Linked DNA regions of Sus scrofa: regions 1 and 2 are each linked to region 3. Evidence: chromatin contacts called from public Hi-C data. All regions are on one chromosome and are shown on one strand. Each heading gives the region's core, a stretch centred on a gene start, on an enhancer-like site or on the middle of the called end of the contact. The rest is flanking DNA. Distances are from core to core; before and after follow the strand shown.

The links. Hi-C and Micro-C count contacts between places; a contact is called where the count stands out from the background.
Region 1: a Hi-C map of embryonic fibroblasts shows a contact between it and region 3, with 3 times the contacts expected there. The contact joins the promoter of USP2 here to the promoter of C1QTNF5 in region 3. A contact is called at or near these places in 2 of 5 promoter capture datasets (fetal skeletal muscle and liver), 9 of 47 Hi-C or Micro-C datasets (embryonic fibroblasts, epiblast stem cells, fetal heart ventricle and 4 more) and 1 of 2 datasets of contacts at active chromatin or transcription factors (skeletal muscle).
Region 2: a contact with region 3 is called in a Hi-C map of embryonic fibroblasts, with 2.4 times the contacts expected there. The contact joins the promoter of THY1 here to the promoter of C1QTNF5 in region 3. A contact is called at or near these places in 5 of 47 Hi-C or Micro-C datasets (embryonic fibroblasts, epiblast stem cells, liver and 1 more) and 1 of 2 datasets of contacts at active chromatin or transcription factors (skeletal muscle).

What each region holds. Positions count from the first base shown.
Region 1 is chr9:46,589,103-46,591,802 of Sscrofa11.1, reverse strand. USP2 (ubiquitin carboxyl-terminal hydrolase 2) reads left to right here and starts at 1,449. Exons shown (of 12, transcript XM_021062972.1): 1 at 1,449-1,578.
Region 2 is chr9:46,608,634-46,611,333 of Sscrofa11.1, reverse strand. It overlaps THY1 (Thy-1 cell surface antigen), which reads left to right and starts at 1,275. Exons shown (of 3, transcript NM_001146129.1): 1 at 1,275-1,311; 2 at 1,808-2,143; 3 at 2,620-2,700. The coding sequence starts at 1,275.
Region 3 is chr9:46,548,843-46,551,542 of Sscrofa11.1, reverse strand. It overlaps C1QTNF5 (complement C1q tumor necrosis factor-related protein 5), which reads left to right and starts at 1,397. Exons shown (of 3, transcript XM_003129940.3): 1 at 1,397-1,577; 2 at 1,865-2,121; 3 at 2,477-2,700. The coding sequence starts at 1,570. MFRP (membrane frizzled-related protein) reads left to right here. Exons shown (of 12, transcript XM_013979475.2): 11 at 264-391; 12 at 482-1,160. The coding sequence ends at 706. LOC110255443 (a long non-coding RNA gene) reads right to left here and starts at 1,262. Exons shown (of 3, transcript XR_002335677.1): 1 at 1,154-1,262.

The sequences.
Region 1 (2,700 bases), core at 200-2,699, 40 kb before region 3:
GGGATATACATAACAATCTGATGTAAATCTTTTTAAGTTCTGCTAGAACTAAGCCCCCCCCCCATGGAGGATGGTAACTATGTAACTACCAGCTGAGACCCTGGTCTGAAACTAAGGAATGATGTTGACCTTTGCTGACCCTCATTGACTTCAGTCAACTAAAGCTTGGATTCTGGCAACCTTTGCCTCAATTCTATTGTGAATTCTCTTTGGCTCAAGGCCCTTCATGAATATGCATGCACCCTTAGCTTTAAACTTCCCCAATTTTGCTGTTCCAGGATACACTGCTTGGGGAAAGACACCGCCGTGCACACGCGCGCGCGCGCACACACACACACACACACACACACCCTGCCCCGGTGTTCTTCTTACTTGCTACAAGTAATAAATTTTACCTTCTTCCAATCTTTGGCTTGGTTGTGTCTTTTGGCTTGAAGCCCACCAAGAGGTGAACCCAGTTTTCAGGTAACACTAAGGAACAATTAAAGAGTTGAAATCCAGAAGGGATTTGTCCTGGACAAGAAGCGGGACACTTCTTTCACTGCTCTTGGAGCAGAGGGAACACTGGATTTGGATATATTTGTAGGAAGAACTTTAAGTGTTTTCCTCCTGATTGCTTCTAGTTTCTCTGGGAAAGAGAAGACAAGAAGGGACTTCAGAGTGATGATGGGCAGAAATACCAGCCTTGCATAAGAACAAGAGAAGCAGCTAAGGGCACGAAAGGATTGATGGTCCAGGTGAAATTGAAAACCTGGACTTGCCCCGGCACCAATCTACATGGCTATGCGGTTTTCTTCACCACCGCAGTGTAAGTAGAGAAAGGTTATACACAAAGAAAAGGAGCGGCAAAAATTCAAATTTCCTTTCGGCTTTTTCTGAAAAGACAAAAGAGAATCCTTCCATTGACTCAGTGCCTCCGTTCACCCAGTCAAGGGGTCATCACTAATCACTGGTCTCCTGTTACTGAGTGGAGAGTCTTAAAGAGTAGAGAAAAAAGAGAAGAGGCAAAAAAACAGGTCCGCTCCTGGTCGGGTGGGAAGGAGAGGAACATTTAGCCTTCCCTAAATACTAAAAGCTGCTATATATGCCCTGGGACTCAACTTCTGACCCTTCCCCCCAAGACGCTTCCTCTTTCCCAGTACCTTACACCTCTCCCGTCGTGCCACATTCTTGCCGCATTGGGACCCTTCTCGTTGTGCTCCACCCCGCCTCCAAACTCACCTTTCCTTCACGTGGCTCTCTGTATATATCGGTCGCCTGGGAGACCCTGGCCGGGCGGAGTCTAATGACGCCACAATAGCAAAAAGCCAATAGCCGTGATGCGTCTCAGTGACGCGAAACGCGGGGTGTGACTTTGACGGCCCCGGCGCAATGAGGCAGCTGCCCGCTGGGTGGCGCCGATTTCCCGGGGAGGTCCTCTCTGGGCCCCCGGCGGAGGTGGGGGAGAGGCGGGCTGGAGCGGAGACCAGGGAGCCCTCTGCGTCAGCTGCTGCTCACTGCGCCGCTCCAGTACCAGTCAGGACTCACCCGCAGCTCCATGCTTGTGCCCGGCTCGACTCGTCCATCCTCGGAGAAGAGGCAGGTACCTGCCACCTGTCGGATACTGGGGAGGGGTGATGCGGAGGGCAGTGTTGTTTGAGGCTCAGAAAGTGAGGTGCCAACGACAGGCTGGGCAGAATGGGCACTAGAAATGTAGGGCGAGTTCCAGCTGCGCTGAAGATCTCCAGCTGTGGGTACCAGTTGTAGGGGGGAGGGGGGGCACCAGCTGACAGCCCAGGGTGCCAGGAAGAGCCATCTGTGCGCTAATCAGTGTGTTCTACGGAAACGCTGCTTGGGCAGGTCCAGGTCTCTGAGCCCTGGGTGGGATGTGGCTGAGAGTGACGCCTGGACACTGACAATCCTTTCCCCACGTGTGCGAGCAGCTCATTTACTCCCTCTGTCAAAGCTCCTGGGGGCTGTCTCTGGTCGGTTTGCCAAAGGGGGTGGGGTGGGGGGAGGGTAGCATTTAAGTGGAAGGGGAGATTTTCCACCAATCCCAAACCAGAAAGAGGCATCTTTGAAATCTTCACCAATCCCAAACCAGAAGCAGGCACGCGGTGCTCTAAGGCTAGTAACTTATATTTAACAGCCAAAGGGAGCCCTGGCCAATCCATTCTAGTTGTCCTCTAAGGAGTGAGCATCTACCTCCTGACCTGGCTGCTCTTCGAATGGGGCCGAGTTGGAGATCCTGCTGCTGCTCGCCTCCCCAGGCACAGGCATGAGAAGGTCCCCCAATGAGAACCCAAGGAAAAGGAGAGCTGGTTGAGCTGGGGTTGGATCAGCCACCCCTTCTCTGATGCTGTAGATAATGTCAAGCCGGGGTCGGAATGAGGACTGGAATGAGGGCCGGGGACAAGGGCGTCCTCTGAAGTGCATCATCAGGACCGGAGCTGAGTCAGTAGCCTCTGCTGAGACAGGGTGGAGGCCCCATCTTGGGTACTCCCAGTCCTCAGGGAGAGCCATCGAGAAACAGGCCAGACAGACTGGGAGCAGACCAGAGCACCAAGAGCCGAGAGGTTAAGAATCCTGCTCCTTCCTCCTGTGACCCTGCCCAGCCAGCCCCACTCCTTGGGCTCCGGGATCCTGAGCACTCCTACAGGTAGAGTGGAACTGCCCCAGAGCAGCTGGGCTTGCTCCCGGGAGCCCCGGGGAAGCTGCACT
Region 2 (2,700 bases), core at 26-2,525, 60 kb before region 3:
TCCGCGGGCGCCGCAGTACCCCAGCCTCGCCCCTCCCTCCCCACCTCTGGGAGCTGGGCTGAACGCCTGGGACCCTGGAAGCCGCGAGTCGCGCGCCCTGCGCACCCGGCCGACCCCCCTCCTGTGGCCTCTCCCTGGAGAACTCCGCTGCGGACAGGCTAGGCTACCTGCTCTGTGTCTCCTTGCCAGAATATTGATTCAGCCTAGGCTGCAAAAATAAGACAGGGCAGAGAACCTAGGCAGGGAGGCTATGGAAGCCAAACTGGAAAACTGCAAGCCCAAGAATTCCTCCTGGAGAGCTAGAGAATTGGAAAGGTCTTGGTTCCAAGGCAGAGAACACATGCACGCATTTGCAATAGGACAGCACTGCCGTTTTCCTCACACCCTTCGCTGTGGGCCAAGTACAATCCTACCTGGGGCCCCACACATACCTGACGTCATCCCTGGCCACACAGTCATCTAAGAGAAAGGAAATTAATGTTTGTGGATCACTTACTTACAGTGCCAAATGTTTGTCATTTTTCTTAATCTCCATCACGGCCCCGTGTTATGTATCTAAAGCCCAGTTTCGTTCAGTATCTTTCAGGCATCTGTTATCTGCCAGAAAGGTCTGGCCATCGGGGATTTTCTTCTGAATACGAAATAGGAAGTCTTTGTTTAACAGGTAGAGCGTTTTAGTTTTGCAGGATGTCAAGAGTTCTGGAAATTGGTTGCACCACAATGTAAATGAACTTAACACTTCTGAACTGTACACTTAAAAATGGTTTAGGAGAGGAGTTCCCTGGTGGCCTGGGAGTTAAGAACTAGGCATTGTCACTGCTGTGGCTCAGGTTTGACCCTGGCTGGGGAAATTCTGCATGCCACAGGCACAGCCCCGCCAAAAATGGTTATAATAATAAATGTTATGTTCTGCGAATTTTACTAAAAAATAGGAAGTCCCTATCTTCCTGAAGGGAAGAGGAAGTGGTAATTTCAAGACACTTACTCAAAGTCACCCAACTAGTAAGCATTCAGCACAGATACCCACCACCAAAGGGTATGTTCTCCATCCCTCTTGCTTTCTCTGACTGGGAAGAGCCGAGTGTCTGTCACATTCACTGAGAGGTGGGAGGGGAGAGGGCTACAGAGAGGGGCTTGGATGCCCCCCATGGCCATTATGGCATGTCTCCCAGGGGCCCCCAGGCCTGGCAGTAAATGTGGGCACACCTGCCCCGCCTCTTGGCTGATTCCCACCCTGTTGCACGCCTAGGTCCAGGACTGAGCTCCCCGGCACCATGAACCCTACCATTGGCATCGCTCTCTTGCTAACAGGTACCAGGCGGGCGGCGGGGCTGGGATTCCAAGCACCCTGGCTTCCTTCCCCTCAGAGAAGCTAGCTTCTTCCACACAACCTCAGAAGGCAGGGGTGACTAAGGGAGAGAGGGCTCCTTTTCATCCCTAAGTCAGCTGAGCAGCCTAGTTGATCTGACTCCCTGGGATGGTTTTTAGAAACACAAGTCTCTGAGCCTGCCCCATATTGAGCTGGAAATCTCCCATTGGGGACCGGGAAGTTGCATCAACTCCCCGAGGTCTCCTGCCACTGGAACATACTGGTGGGACCCAGGACTGGAGGAGACGAGGGAGATAGGCTGGCGTCTGCCCTGGGGAAGGCGGACTAGCCCTCACGGACCTCTGGGTGGAGAGAGGTACTCAGAGAGCAGACCCCTATGCCCTCCCTAGCCAGGCCCTTCTCTGCTGTCAATATGGGTGGGGAGCTCCCCTGCTCTGCAGGTCCTCCCCAACTTGGAGGGGGCACTGCTGGTGTCAGTCTTGCAGGTGGCCCGTGGACAGAAGGTGACCAGCCTGACAGCCTGCCTGGTGGACCAGAGCCTTCGTCTAGACTGCCGCCATGAGAATACCACCAACCTGCCCATTCAGTACGAGTTCAGCCTGACCCGCGAGAAAAAGAAGCACGTGCTCTTGGGCACTGTGGGGGTCCCTGAGCACTCCTACCGCTCTCGAACCAACTTCTCCAGCAAGTACGACATCAAGGTCCTCTACTTATCAGGCTTCACTACCAAAGATGAGGGGATCTACGCATGCGAACTCCACCTCTCTGGCCAGACGCCCAGCATCTCCAGCAAGAATATCTCTGTGTTCAGAGGTGAGGCAAGCCCCCGACAAGACTGAGTGAGCTGGGAGAGGTGGGCTGGGGAGGAACGGGCCCGAGAGGACAGTGGTTCCCGACCCTTCCCCTCTCCCCGCACTGCTGCCTGTTCCCGGCGGAAATCATGCCCTCAGCGAGAACAGGGGAAGGGCTAAGGGGACAGGCAGACGGGCGGACGGTGGTGGCGGACACTTCCCCCATGACTGCGGGCAGGTCACTTGGCATCCCTACACCTTCTCGCCACCTGGAAAACGGGATGGCACTAGCTACGTCAGCCATAGTTCTCTGGTGATGATACTTGTTCAAGGGCTCCGGAACTGGCAAATGGGAAAGATGGTTGGTTCTGTTCCACCAGGTTGGCCCTGGTTCCAGCCCAGACGCCATGGGAGGGCGGCCTTGCTCTGGGCCTGGGCCTGCTGAGTCCTGGTCCCTCTTCATTCCTGCCCTGCCTCTCCACCCCGTTCTCTCCACAGACAAACTGGTCAAGTGTGGGGGCATAAGCCTGCTAATCCAGAACACCTCGTGGCTGCTGCTGCTTCTGCTCTCGCTGCCCC
Region 3 (2,700 bases), core at 148-2,647:
CAGGGCCCACCTCAAAGATGTGGGTGAGAGGAGGGGCACTCCTTCCAGAGGCCCAGCAGTCCTGCTGATGTTGAGGCCCCATGCTCCCTGATGCGCAGGGCTGGCGAATAATGCCCATTCTCGAGAAGAGGAATCCTCAACATGTATAAAGCATCTCTCCCTGTTATCTCTGATCCTCACGACAACCCCCATCTGACCCATACAGAGCAATTAGGTGACTTGTGAGTGTTCCCCAGAGTGACCCTCCCCTCCCATCCTTGCAGAGCTGGCCTGTGAGCCTGTCCAGGTGGAGATGTGCATCGGTCTGAGCTACAACACCACGGCCTTCCCTAACATCTGGGTGGGCATGGCCACCCAGGAGGAGGTGGTGGAGCTCCTCAGAGGTTACAAGGTGCTCTGCGCAGAGATAATGAGGGACCCCCAGAAAGGGGAGGGAACCTGGGGAGCAGGATGCCTGAGGGCTGATCTCCTTCTTCCACAGAGCCTGACAAGTCTGCCCTGCTACCAGAATTTCCGGAGGCTCCTTTGCGGGCTGCTTGTGCCCCACTGCACCCCGCTAGGCAGTGTCCTTCCCCCTTGCCGCTCTGTCTGCCAGGAGGCAGAGCGCCAGTGCCAGTCTGGCCTGGCACTCCTGGGCACCCCCTGGCCCTTCAACTGCAACAGGCTGCCCGAGGCAGCTGGCCTGGAGTCTTGTGCCCAGCCCTGACCTTGAAGCCGGCCCCTGCCCTCTGCTGCCCATCCTCCTTTGCCTATCAGGGCAGGCAAGCAGAGAAGCAAAGGAAGGGGGCCAGCATGGGACTCTGCCCATCTCCTCTGGGTCTCCCCAGGGAGGGGAAGAGAAGTCCTTGGGGCTAATGGGACCCTCCCACCTTCCCAGATCCCTCCCCATCCCTTTACTTGCTCCAGCTGCTGCAAACAGCTGGCCTGACTCCACCACCTATACCACCAACAATCTGGACCACTTCCCACCCAAGCCTCTGACCCCAATTTGCTACCTGCTTTTTCAGGCTCTCCGCCACTCACCTTCTGACATTTTCATTTACTCAACAAAAATGTACTGAGTGCTTAGTTACATGGCAAGCCCTGTTCTGAGCACTGGGAAGCTGCTTTGTCTACTGCTGCTGGAACCTTCCACCCTCAGGTCTCATCTTACCTTTCTCCTGGTCTAGAGTGTTGCCCTTGGTCTCTGTCACAGCACCATCTCTCCTGCCTGCTCCTTGGAGTTGTAGGCGCCCTGAGCATCTGTCTCTCGCGGTTCTGCCTCTCTGTGCCTGGCTCAAATCTCTCTCTCTCTCTCTTTTCTCTCCCAAACTTTGGCCGGCCGCCGGGCGACACCACGAGTTATTTCCCTGCTATTTCCCAGCCCGGGTTCTTGGCCCCTGAACAACTGGTTTCCTCTTGGAGTCTGGGAGGAGCAGAGCAGCCGGCAAGGAACGACCCAGGGCCAGGGAGGCGCCGAGGGCAGGGGCTAGAGAGAAGTGCAGGGCAGGCAGCAGGGCTCAGCTGGAGGGTCCGGAGTAGCGCGCCCCAAAGGAGGCCAGAGAGAGCGCGAGCTTCCCCCGAGCCAGGATGGAGGGGTGAGTGGGGGGGGCGGGGAAACGGAGTTGGGGGAGGGGACTGTGGGAAAGCCTGGGCGCCGGCCCGTGGGGGAGGGGGAGGGAGGGTCGGCCTCTCCCTTCCCCGCTGCGCGGTGCTCCCGGGGGTTCTCGGATCTAGGGGCGCCGGGTTCTTCATCCTCCCGCGGCCGCTCAGCCTCTCTCAGGCGCATGGCAGTGGGGTGGGTCCCACGCCGACCACGCCGAGGCCGGGAGCGAGGCTTGTCGCGGGATTCTGGGTCCCGACTCCTGTCCTGCCCGGCCCACAGACGACCAGAGGCCCCCGGCGTCTGGGCTCCGCGTGCCGGCGCCATGAGGCCGCTCCTCGCCCTGCTGCTCCTGGGTCTCGCGGCCGGCTCGCCCCCACTGGACGACAACAAGATCCCCAGCCTGTGCCCAGGGCACCCCGGCCTTCCTGGCACGCCGGGCCACCACGGCAGCCAGGGCCTGCCCGGCCGCGACGGCCGCGATGGCCGCGACGGCGCGCCCGGGGCTCCGGGAGAGAAAGGCGAGGGCGGGAGGCCGGGTAAGAGGCGCCTCCGCTGCGATCCGTGGGGACGTCGGAGCTAGCCCGGCCCGATTCCGCTCTCCGGGCCCGGGGCTCGATCTTCCCACCAAGGGGGCGCCGCTCCTGTCCCACACCCCACCCCCACTCCCGACTCCGGCGGCTCCCAGAGCCGGGAGAGGAGAGGGTGACTCAGCGGCGGGAGCCACAACCCCTGGGATCCTCAGATCTGCCCCAAGCCCTGTAGGAAGAGGGGAGGGAGCCCTGGGGCGCAAGGCGGCCCCGGCCGGGCAGTGGTGGCTGGGAGGCTGAGGGTGGATGAGGGAGGAGCAGCGGGCACACCCTAACCGCTCCGCTTCTCCCCCACGCCCCGCAGGCCTCCCGGGGCCGCGTGGGGAGCCCGGGCCGCGAGGAGAGGCGGGCCCGGTGGGGGCGATGGGGCCTGCGGGCGAGTGCTCAGTGCCTCCGCGCTCCGCCTTCAGCGCCAAGCGCTCCGAGAGCCGAGTGCCACCGCCATCGGACGCGCCCCTACCCTTCGACCGCGTGCTGGTGAACGAGCAGGGACATTACGACGCCGTCACGGGCAAGTTCACCTGCCAG